Regions from separate parts of the Mus musculus genome. Here all the other regions are linked to region 1. The links are chromatin contacts, called in public HiChIP or PLAC-seq maps. All regions are on one chromosome and are shown on one strand. Each heading gives the region's core, a stretch centred on a gene start, on an enhancer-like site or on the middle of the called end of the contact. The rest is flanking DNA. Distances are from core to core; before and after follow the strand shown. Region 1 has its middle 14 kb from the start of Gm40925. Region 2 has its middle 35 kb from the start of Gm32833. Region 3 has its middle 50 kb from the start of Edn1.

The links. HiChIP or PLAC-seq counts read pairs in DNA pulled down with a chosen protein or histone mark.
Region 2: a contact with region 1 is called in an HNF4G HiChIP or PLAC-seq map of pancreatic cancer cells. The contact joins two enhancer-like sites. A contact is called at or near these places in 2 of 115 datasets of contacts at active chromatin or transcription factors (extraembryonic endoderm stem cells and pancreatic cancer cells).
Region 3: a contact with region 1 is called in a FOXA1 HiChIP or PLAC-seq map of pancreatic cancer cells. The contact joins two enhancer-like sites. A contact is called at or near these places in 1 of 484 Hi-C or Micro-C datasets (bone marrow-derived macrophages) and 1 of 115 datasets of contacts at active chromatin or transcription factors (pancreatic cancer cells).

The regions. Positions count from the first base shown.
Region 1 is chr13:41,660,953-41,665,014 of GRCm38.p6, reverse strand. No RefSeq gene overlaps it. Among named protein-coding and RNA genes, the nearest start is that of Gm40925, 14 kb to the left of the region's middle. Within about 2 kb of position 2,369, at least 153 of the 459 cell types and tissues checked have an H3K27ac peak or open chromatin away from gene starts, as enhancers often do. A contact at or near this core is called in pancreatic cancer cells, where this site is marked.
Region 2 is chr13:42,366,386-42,370,447 of GRCm38.p6, reverse strand. No RefSeq gene overlaps it. Among named protein-coding and RNA genes, the nearest start is that of Gm32833, 35 kb to the left of the region's middle. Within about 2 kb of position 2,372, at least 60 of the 459 cell types and tissues checked have an H3K27ac peak or open chromatin away from gene starts, as enhancers often do. A contact at or near this core is called in pancreatic cancer cells, where this site is marked.
Region 3 is chr13:42,349,942-42,354,003 of GRCm38.p6, reverse strand. No RefSeq gene overlaps it. Among named protein-coding and RNA genes, the nearest start is that of Edn1, 50 kb to the right of the region's middle. Within about 2 kb of position 2,138, at least 36 of the 459 cell types and tissues checked have an H3K27ac peak or open chromatin away from gene starts, as enhancers often do. A contact at or near this core is called in pancreatic cancer cells, where this site is marked.

The sequences.
Region 1 (4,062 bases), core at 1,120-3,619:
AAATTAAATCTAAAAATGTCTGGGATGAGTTTTATTGCTGACCTTTATGTTGTAAAATGTTGGTTTAAAAATTCAAACATAAAGGTATTTAACATGTATGCAGCTCTCTCTCTCTCTCTCTCTCTCTCTCTCTCTCTCTCTCTCTCTCTCTCTCCCTCTCTCATTCTCTCTCTTTCCCTGTTAACTTGTATCATCACTTTGCCTAAGTCAGGGAAGCAAGATTAGACAGAAGGGACATAGGGTGTCCAGTCATGTTTCTTAAAATCTCAGTCAGGGTCTTCATTCTTTATTCAAGACAAGTTCTGGCATAAACGGGACAAAATCAACATCCTTCCTTCCTTACTCAGTCCTAGTCACCCTTCACTCATATTTTCTTTCAGTAGAATCTGTGCTCTTGGGCCATCTCAAATTCTAAATGTGAGCCAGCATCAAGGACCAAAAGATGCATTTCCTGTCATAACTCAGCTCACCTGTGTCATACTAAAGTCTTCAAGTTAGATAAAACTATTAAGGGCTTCAAGATGGCCACAGTTGTAAGTGAAACCGGATTAGGAACTCTTTTGAGTCCAGGGCTGTGTCAATGTCATACACCTGTGACACTGGCTTTGATGAGAGAGGTCACAGTACCTTAAGCATCTGGAAGCTGGAATCATGATTCTGCAAGGCACTCAGTTTCTTGGTCCTTGGAATCCTTAGAGGATGGATGTCTTAAGCATAATAATTACAAAAGTGTCATTGCTAAAAAGTTTACTATTCTACCTCTTTAGATTTTTTTTTAATGTTCAGGGAGTTGTCTTTGATGATGATGATAATGATAATGATGATTTTGTCAGCTTGCTACAAGCTAGGTCGCCCAGGAAGAAGAAACTTCAGTTTATGCCTCCATAAGACTGTCACGTAGTCTTATGTTGTCGGGGACATTTTCTGGATTAATGATTGATTGGAGGAGAGCCTAGATTGTTGTAGGTGGTGCCACCCCTGGAGAGGTGGTTCTGGGTGCTGTAAGAAAGAATTCTGAGCAAGTCATATGGGAGCAAGCCGGTAAGCGCACCCCTCCCCGGCCTCTGCCTCGGTGTCTGCTTCCAGGCTTCTGCCTTGAGCTCCTGCCCTGCATTCTCTTGATGGTGGACTCTATCCTGTCAGCTGAAACAAACCCTTTCCTCACCATATTGCTTTTGTTCAGGGTGTTTTGTCACAGCAAACCAAACTAAGACACAGGGTGTTTGGAGACTTCCGGTCTCCCTGTTCTCACTGGTAACCCGTTAAAACAGTGGTTCTCAACCTTCCTGATGCCGCAACCCTTGATCCAGTGCCTCACGGTGTGGCAACGGCAAACATAGAGTCACGTTACTTCATAACTGTAATGTTGCTACTGTTATGAATTGCAATGTGAGTAGCATCGTTTTTCATTGGTGTTAGGCCACCTCTGTGAAACAGTCATTCAACCCCCCCACCCACACACACACACTCACACACTCACACAGGGGGGATGGTAACTCACTGCTTTAAAGTGTAAAAAGAAAAGAATCACAATAGCTTTAGAACATGCTTAGCTAAGGTAAGCAACATTCTTTTGAGATGGATTTCTGCTGTTAGTTTTTTTCTTAAATGCTGCTGGCTTTGAAGATATCTCAGTAAGTTTTATACTTGAATGCACCTATGATCACACACACACACACATACTACACACACACATACACACATACTCCAAACAAACACACACACACACTACACCCTCCAAGCACACACACTACACACACACATACATACTCTATATACAATTCATACATATACTACACACAACATGCACACACACTATACACACATACACATACACACACTACACACTCCATGTATACACACACATTCCACACATACATACACAAATACACTCTACACTGTCCACATACAAACACTCACTCCACATACATACTCCATACACATATACAAACACACATATACACACAGACACACACAACCACACACATGGTGTTCTCTTATGCCCATGGAAAATCCCCATGCCGCCTCAGCTTGCCTTAGTCACCAGGGCTGCTGCTTGTGGTTCTGGCTGGCTTCCAGTGTGTGCCCTGCCCCTGACTTGGCCTGTTTTAGCTGTTGCTGTAACACCTGCTGGTTCTTGGGTCAGGAAAGTTCCTTAGGAAGAACATTCTGCCCTTTCTGAACACGACTTCCAGCATGGGCACGCACGCACGCTCGCTCGTGTGTGTGTGTGTGTGTGTGTGTGTGTGTGTGACTTCCTAGAAACCACGGTTGCTTCCAGCCAGGCGCCAGAGCAGCTCTTCCTGGGCAGGAGGTCATTTCAATAAGGGCCACTGGGGCTTAGTAAGCAGAGAAAAACTGCGCATTCCCAGACAGGATGTTGGGAAGACGCCCTGAATGAGCCTTGCTGGGCAAGAGACGCCAAGGGGACAGAGAATGTGGGCCAGTACCCGAGGAAGTTATTCACGAGCCTGCTGCTGTTTGATAAACAGCGAAGCAAAGCCTTCTTGAACAGCTAAACTAACAATGCGCGAAATTCCAGAAACTCTGCAAACAATGACTGGACATTCCTTGTCTCTTATTTGCTTATTTGTGCACTAAAACCTTTCAGAGACAACAGAAACCAGGGCTCTGACTTGGGTTTGAGATTGGGAGTGGTGTATGTAGCATGATGCGCTAGCTGTGCCCTGCTCCAACAGCCTCCCCTCCTTCAGGTATCAGCCGCATCCCAGGAACCCTCGCTGCTTCCGGTACCTTCTCACCTCAAACTAAAGTCTACCCGCAGTAGTACGAATCCTGATCAAAGTAACAGGTCAAAAGCACAGACTTCCACGGCTCACATGACTGAGAGATGTAACTCTCAGTCATGTTAGGAGGGGATCTAGACATTTCTCATGTAGCCGCCTGACTTGGATGAGATATTCAAATGTCTGAGGGCACATACTTCCTTTTAGAGACATTATTAAAATTATGAAATGTATACACACACACATAAAGCATACATAATTATGTAGGCATCTAATTACAAAATAAATAATATTATTATTGTATACATAAATATCTTTAGATTATTAGCCTACAGATACTGGCATGATGGATTTGTGTGTATATATACACATTGGTATGGGACATATATATGAATATATGTCCTACATTTGTCCATGACTGATATCAATTCTTCATGACAAGAAATAAAAACCCTCTCTTGTTCCTCTTCTCCCTGCTTCATTAAAATTACACTTGAAGCTTCTATTGCGATGCTCCCTCTTCTGTCACAAACCACCCTCCGCACCCTTCGTTCCTGTTCTGCTTTCTTCCAGTTGCATTCATAATTTTCAGTGCCCATGCAATATATCTGCTGTTATTGATTTTTTGTCCCTTCCTCCCCTTTCTCCTTTGTGAAGTAAGTTTATAACATAGGATAGCTGATAGCAAACATCAAAATGAATGGATTAAGAAACAAATCAGGCCATTAGTGAGGTATGCCTTTGGCTGTGTGTGCGCGCATGCACAGGCTCGACAGTGCTTCTAGAAATGATTGGCCCGAGGTCGCTCTGGATGTCAGTGACACTGTCCCATGGGCTGGGGTTCAGACAGAATAAAATTATATTTCCACAGAACAAACAAAGGAACTTGAACCATCTGCAACAAAACAGAGGCATGAACCTCTGTCTAAGTCAGAGCCCTCCATGCTCAGACATTTCTGAAAGTACCCATCTCCACAGTGCCGGCTGAAAGAGGCCGGCTGCAAAGAGCCCTTCGGAGGCCCCGGCGACTTCTGGAGCTCCTGTGTTTGTCTCTGTCCATCCTTTCGGGGCAGGAGTTCCCATACTCTAACCTTCTGATAAAGCTCACCACATACTGGTATGAAAAAGACTTCAGTCATGGTGGGATGGAGGAGAAAGAGATGAGGGTTCCAAGACACCCAGAGAGTCCTTTCATGCACAATTACATGGGCTTCTATCAGGACCCCTGTGCTTCTGTGGATAGCTACAGAAAAGCACATGCTCAGATGACCCCACCCCCACCCCATCCCCAATAAACACAACTCATCTTGCGGTT
Region 2 (4,062 bases), core at 1,123-3,622, 710 kb before region 1:
AAATAAATAAATAAATAAATAGAAGGCAAAATTAAAGGCAGATTGTGGTTCTGTATGTTAGTGTAGTGTTTGCTGCACACTCCCCAATGGTGCAGCTGCTGACCCTACTGTAAGTAGCAAGGACCTAGATAAACTAATACCTATATAAGACTCTTTAGAGCGGTCAATTCATGTAGAAAAGTATAGATAAACGTGAAGAACAAACTCCTTTTCTGTCCATTTTGATGGTAGGTCAAGGGGAGAGTCAATATTGCCTGGGATATATCTTTTCAAATGCACCACAGTTGCCTGTTCTTATGTCACTTGTGGTTCCCTAACAATATTGACAGGGATGAATTTGGCTTAATCCCCAGGCCTTTAACTTATCTGTTGCTCCCAGTGGACAAACTAGCTCTTAAAATGCCTTTCCAGTTTATCTTTAACCAGAAGCACTGGCTTTTCCTGGTCTTTGGCTAGGTTCCTACTTCCTCGGCCTAAACAGAAGTCCACAGTATGAGAGATCTCTGCTGTGGTCACCTTCCCTGCTTTCTTTTAGAGGAATTTCCAGGAAACAAAAGTATAAAAGCCACTTGCCTTCCACACTACCTCTTTCTACCTGGACTATCAGGCTACAGGGTTGTAATCTCCTTCCAGAGAAAATGCTTCCAATATCACCCTATTGGACAGAAATGGCCAGGTTAGAGGGTCAGTGGAGCCTGTCTTGCTGGGTATTTTGCAGAACATTAAGGTTGTGGGAGAGCAGAGAACACGAAGTTACAGCTACTGTGTGTGCTTGCTGAAGAGAGGGTGGTGTGGAGATGTGATACAGACATGGACACGACTATTTTACACAATAAGAAGCTCAGTGTTTCTACAGACATGAGGAATTTCAAGCATAAACCAGACAGTATCCCGGAATCATATGAACTCCATTGCATGGAGCACCTGTGAGTGTACACATGTATGCATGAAATATAAAGTAGACTACACTTTTTATTTACTACATATGTTGGTTGCCTTTCTCCTACTATGACAACATATTTGATTTTTTTAAAAAAATGCAATCAATGTAAGAAAGAGAGAATTTATTTGGAGGGATCATTATTTTTAGGGAGAGAAAGGGGCACCATCCATCATCATGGGATGACACGGTATAGGAACTTGAGGCAGCTGGTCACGCCATGACTACCATTAGGAACAGAACATGAAGAATACTGGTACTTATCTCACTAGCTCCTTTTTATACTGCTCAAAACCATGGCCCATAGAGATGATACCATCCACATTAGGGATGGGTATTTCTTGGTCAGTAAAATGTCTCTAGAAACTCTCTAATGCAAGCATGCATGCACACACACACACACACACACACACACACACACACACACACAGTGTCGATTACAAATTGACATAAAAATTAGCCATCAAAATATAGTATATTTTATTGTTATAGACTCTATATACACTATTTATGGCTATGTGTGCATGTCTTCCCCTCTCAGGTTGACTTGTGTCCTTCCAAAATTTATATATTGAAGTCTTAACCCCCAGTATCCCTAGAATGTGACCACATTTCAAGACAAGATCTTAAAGAAGTAAACTGAGGTACAGTGAGGTCATCTGGGTGAGCCATATCCCCTGGTAACTGGCATCTAATAGAGAGAGACTGGGACACAGTCAAGACAGAAGTCTGCCCACATGAGACCACAGCAAGAAGCATGTTGCCTCCAAACCACAGAGAGATGCTGTGAGAGAAATGACCCCACTGAGGCCTGCTTTTGGATTTTTTATTTTTGTATTTGTATTTTTGTATTTTTGTATTTTATATTTTTTGTAGAGTCTTGGAATTTTGTGTTAAAATGCAGATGGATGGTGATTCAATCACCCTACGTCATTTTGTTATGGAAACCCAAAGTAAACTAATACACACACACACACACACACACACACACACACACACACACACACGGCAGCCCAGTCTGGAAACACAGATAAACACAGCTGCAAAGATTTAGTAGTATCACACTAGAAATGATAAGCAATATTATCTCAGAGTCCAGCCTTATGGTCCACCTCTGTAGGTACACACATATGCCAATGTCTTGGCATCATTCTTGCACCAAGAGAAAAGGAGAGAGTAAAGTAAATATGAGCCAGCTGATAAGGCTGGGACCAAGCCTAAGAGTGCTACCAGAGACTTCTAACAGCTTTCTTCTAGAGGGGCATCTCCCAAGTCCTTGGGGGGTTACCCTGCCTCTCACAGACACTAGATTCCATAAAGTGGCCACACACTCTTCCTCTTGGGCTACTGCAGACACCACCTTGCCCTTTGGCTTTGGACCTGTCTGCCCTAGGTGATGGCTCCTCCTGGAACTTCTCCAGAGAGAGCTTTGCTAAGAGGCAGAAGGTTATGCCTGCCTAGAAGTGGTTAATGATTACTGAGAACTTGGAAGGCTCCATTGTTATTCTCAGAAACTTACACGCAAAGTTGAAAGCAAGATCCTTGGTGGTAGGAGGGAAGTGGGGCAGTAGAACAGAACAGGACAGAACTAAGCTCTTACTTCTGGCTTAACCCGTTCAACTTTGCAGAAGCTGCAGTTGTCCTGGCACGGAGAAGTTCTGGTCTTCTGCCACAGCAAAGAGTTTAAAAATAGCAACGTCGCCATTTTTTAAATGAGGAAGTCCAAAAATATGATCTTCAGGGTGAGTTAATAGCGGATGTCTCAGCTCACAGAAAGAGAAAGAAAGGGAACTTCTAGATTTAAATGGCATTTTAAAAGCTGTCACCTGTTTCTTTTTTATGTTATTTATTTATTTATACATATATAATGGGTTGCACATGCAGGTTTGAGGCCAACTTTGGGGAGTCACCTCTCCTTTCTACCATATCAGTACTCACCCACCATCAAGCTCAGGCTCACGTAGTTAGCATCAAATGCCCTTAACTACTAAGCCAGCTCATTGGCCCCTACTCTTGATATTTTTGATATAAGGTTTCACCTATATATTCTTCTACTATGAAGTTTAAAGGCATACTACATTTACATAAACAAGAGAAAATTCAAAAATTGGGATAGAAACATTTCAATAAAATAAAAAGGCACAGTATGCATTGAATGCAATTTCTTCTTTACTTACAAGGAGTTAATTTATTTTACTCTCCTCATATTTGCTATTTCTGAAAAAAAATAATATAATGCATTTTATTATATTCACTCCCTTCCCTGACTTCTTCCCCACCCATCCCTTACTTCACTACCTTTTTTTTTAATTTATCAAGTACAGTTTGCACTGCACATATTCTTTTGGATGTGCAGCCTTCACTGCAGTTTGACTGTCTTAGTTACTTTTTTATTACTGTGACAAGACACCATGACCAAGGAAATTCATGGAAGAAATAGTTTATTGGGGCTTACAGTTTCAGAGGGTAAGTCTGTGACTATCATGTCAGAGGACACAGCAACATAGACAGGCGTGGTGCTGAAGGAGTAGCTGAGAGTTTATACTTTCAGACACAACCATAGAGAGAGAGATCTAGTTGGGGAAGGTATGGGCTTTTGAAACATCAAAGTCTAACCCTAAAGACACACCTACCCCAACAAGGCCACACCTCCTAATCCTTCCCAAACAATTCTACCAATTGGGAACCAGGCGTTCAAATATATGAGCTTGTGGGGACCTACTCACCCAGAACACCACAGTAGCCTAACCACCATTAACAGTGCCCTTAAAGAAAACTAATTCTTTCTTCCAGCAGCTATCACTTATCAATAGTTTCTTAAGCAGGAGTAATAGTTCCTGCCCACCTCCCCTCTCATGCTTTAATTTTGTCTGGCCTGAGTCTGTGAGCTGCCTAGCCATAATTTCTTGGCTCTAATACTAGTGCCAGGTATGGTTTCAAACTTGTGGAGTGGGTCTTTAATCTAATCAGAAAGTGGTTTGGTTACTCCTGTGACATCTGTGTCATGATTACACCTGTGGACATATCTTGCCAGTAAGATATGCAGAATCCACAACTGCATAAGAATGGTAATTATTTTTTTTCCTCCAGTAGCATAATAGTAACTTCAAGGGGGACAATGG
Region 3 (4,062 bases), core at 889-3,388, 690 kb before region 1:
ATAAGGTTAGGGCATCTGCAGTGATGATCAGGGCATGAAATGAAGTTATTTCTCCAGCAGCAAAATGAGCCAATGCAAGCCAGATTAGGATATATGAAAGGTACGTTTATTGGGAAGCTGCTCTTGAGTGAGTTCACTGACCCCAAGGATTGAGGCAGAGAGAGAGAGAGAGAGAGAGAGAGAGAGAGAGAGAGAGAGAGAGAGAGAGAAGAGAGAGAGAGTGAGAGAGAGAGAGAGAGGAGAGAGAAGAGAGAGAGATGGAGAAAAGAGAGAGAGATGGAGAAGAGAGAGAGAGAGATGAAGAAGAGAGAGAGCGCGCGCGCTCAAAATGCCTGAATTATATAGGGGATCCTCTGGGGGAAGGGTGGCTCAGCCCTTGGGAGGAAAGTTCCGGGTTGTTGTGGGCAGAGTATGCTAGGTAGGGACTGAGAGATGCTGGGAAAACCTGGGTGCCAAGTCTGCTTTGATATCTAAAATATGCACCTTAGCCCCTTGTCCCTGTTCAAAACCAAACAGGCATTCCCACCAATACCATAGGACCTATTCTGCTTGGTGCTGTTTCAAGTTGGAGCCTAGCTGAAGCAAGTATGTTAGTGGGAGTAGAGATTTATAGCTGGGCCTGATTCCATCATCTCTCTGTTTCCTGGTGCACCCAGGTGCAAGCAAGCAACTTTGAGTGTTTCTCTTGTCACAGTGAAGAGCGACATCTATCACCCTATGAAAAGTACCATTACTGGACATGCTGGACAGTACCCTCAAACTGTGAGCCCAAGTAGAAGTGTCCTTCCATCAACTGCTTCTTGTTAGGAATTTAATAATTTCAACAACAACAACAATAATAAAAAAGGACTAATATAGTCCTGCAATAGTTGCTTCTGTTTTTAACATTCAGACTTTTTTCTTCTCATTACTCCCTAATCAACGAAGCATAGCGAGAACTATAACCCATACAAGCATCGTGCTTGTGATCTCAGGCAACCCAAAGTTCCCATGGTATGCATGGAAAGAGTGGGTTGGAAATCAATCTCAGGTTCATTTTCTTTTCTTTTTTCTTTTTTCTTTTTTTTTTTATTTTTATTGTTTTGTTTTGTTTTGTTTTGCCTTTTTTTTGTTTTTTGTTTTTTTCAAGACACGGTTTCTCTGTGTAGCCCTGGCTGTCCTGGAACTCACTCTGTAGACCAGGCTGGCCTCAAACTCAGAGATCCGCTTGCCTCTGCCTCCCCAGTGCTGGGATTAAAGGCGTGTGCCACCACGCCTGGCTCAGGTTCATTTTCAACATAGATAATCTCAATATTCTTGATAAGAAATATTGGTGACAAGAGAACAGGTTCATGGGAACTTTTCAACATTACTGTAGGACAGAAGCAATAGGGGAATAGAGGGGGATAAAATAGGAAGCCATGGCCACTGTGTGAGCCTAGAGCATGGAAGATCCTGCAGAGTCTCTGACAACAAAGGATCATTAAGAAACAACTAAAAGCTTGCATGTGTCCCTTCATGCCAGAGCAAACACAGACACTGTTAACCCTTTGTTCCCAGGCTCCCGTCTTTGATGCCTCCTCTGCAGATGGACTATTTAAGCTAAGGCAGGCAGGAATTCATCCCCTGAGCTTGCAGCTCTAACAGGAGAGCATTCTTGCTTTCATATTCTTGGCATTGTATGCAGTTTCATGGGATTTGTCTGCCAGAAACCCATGGCGCTCAGCTATAGAGGTCTCCCATGCTCGGGGAAGGCTCCTTATTCTTTGGGGCTCTGTGTACAGCAGAGGAGAGCTATGTCTACAACTAAAGATGAAACAGCAGTAAAAAGAAAGTGAAAACGAAAGAAGCAAACCCACTTTGCAGTCAGTGTTGAAAAGTACATCAGAGAGAATGATCCTGGGCCTCTCTGTCCACGAGGCAGGTTGAGGAAGAATGATCTGGGTTATACTTACGAGAAGAGCTAATTAGGATTTTACTCTTCAATTGGTCACAATTCAAAGCCTATGTAGGAACTCAGGGGAGCTCCCAGTCCTTGATACGTGCACAGGTTTATGCAGTCCTGTCCCACTTTTTACTGAATGCACGACATCCTGGCCCCAACCCTGTCCTACACCCAACACCAGCCTCTTACACGGCCACACATTCTTGCACTGACTCACATAGCAAATATTTATGATGCCTCCGGTATGAGCTAGACACTCTGTTATGCTTGGAGGGTGTAAAGATGAAAAGACACAGAACGAGAGTGGGAGGGACATGTAAATCAACAATTAGTGCTCCGTGATGGCACACTGTGATGGAGGGATGCCCAAGGAGACCACACAGGTGAGGACAAATAACTCAGCCTGGAGGGTGGCAAGGGTGCTGGGAAATAGCCTTCTAAGAGGAGGATGCTTGGGGTACAAAGAGCAGCCCTTGCAGACAGAGAATCCAGCAGCATCAGTTACCTGTAGAGGAGCCAGGAAAACAAGGGCATCTACTTTGAAGTATCTTAAAGACCACTGACCCTCTAATAGTTCCCACATTGCCTGGGTATTTGAAATGGTCCCATCTCTAATGACTGAGTTAAGGGGCCATCTCTGCGTATACTACAGTGTTTCTTATTGTTGCTTTTTAAGGCAGAATCTCTTATAGATCAGATATAGCCAAAGAGGGCCTAACATCCAATATAGATTGGTTATCCAAAATTCTTGTGACCAGAAGTATTTGTTTCAGCTTTTGGACTATTTGCACGTGTCTGATGAGCCATCTTGGGTAATCCTATGGAAGTCTAAGCAAGAACCCCTCTTTCTGTATATGCTTTACAAACATACTCTTCGATTCATTTCAAGCAATCAACTTTAATAATTTTGTGAACGAGACTGAGATTTCACCCTATGAAATTTTCTTCTTGTAGCATCATGATGTTGTGTAGAAATTTTTGGAGTTGGCAGCAGTTTTGATTTTGAAATTTCAGGGCTAGGTCTAAAATGTCTACAAAGAGCAGAGCTCTGTTCAGAGCTTGGGGCAAAGTTTTCAATTCTTTATTCTCATCTCCTCTGCTTCCTGAAAGCAGCCCCAAAATGTTGCCATTATATTCCTGGGTCTTGATGAACTAGGAGCCTTAGAATGAAGTCCAGAAGCTACACAAGCTGCAACATCACACATAGAGAGTTCACTCTGGTTTCCTCTTTGGTAAAATGAAAGAAGTCTTGTTCCTGTAGAGTTGCTTCAAAGACTGTCATGGATCATGTGCACAGCATAGATCATAGGCACTCAATAAATGCTTCTTCTACCCACCTCAGGACTTCCACTTCCACTGTCTTTCCCTTCATAAGGATAACAGCTGTGACAGCATTCGTTGGAAGAAACCACATAGTGACCTTCTTAACATACTAACAGTTACTTTAGGTTCTCTGATTATGAACATGCTTTGGTTTGAATTGGGCTGGTGGGTCCCAGAAAGGCAAAGAGATGGATAAAATATGGGACCTAGGACACCAGATAAAATATAGGACCTATGCCACCAAAAGGTGGGTCAACTTCACAATATAACTTCGAAGTCTGAAGGCTTCTGTTTCCATGCACAAAGAATACTTAGAGACTTGAAACAGAAAATTGTTAAACGGTAGCATTTGTTTTAAACCCAAGTGACGTGTACACCTAAGAACTTTCTAGCAAAGAGCCCAGACATGTTTGTTCATGAAGTCTGGTGGCAAAGTCAGAAGCCGGGTAGTGGTGGCACATGCCTTTAATCCCAGCACTTGGGAGGCAGAAGCAAGCAGATTTCTGAGTTTGAGGCTAGCCTGATTTAAAGAGTGAGTTCCAGGACAGCTAGGGCTACACAGAGAAACCCTGTCTCGAAAAACCAGAGAGAGAGAGAGAGAGAGAGAGAGAGAGAGAGAGAGAGAGAGAGAAGGAAGGAAGGAAGGAAGGAAGGAAGGAAGGAAGGAAGGAAAGAAAGGAAAGAAAGAAAGAAAGAAAGAAAGAAAGAAAGAAAGAAAGAAAGAAAGAAAGAAAGAAAGAAAGAAATTCCTTCAATCACATGAAATGCACAGCATCCTGTGTAGGAGGGTGACTCTTTCATTTTCACTATAACCT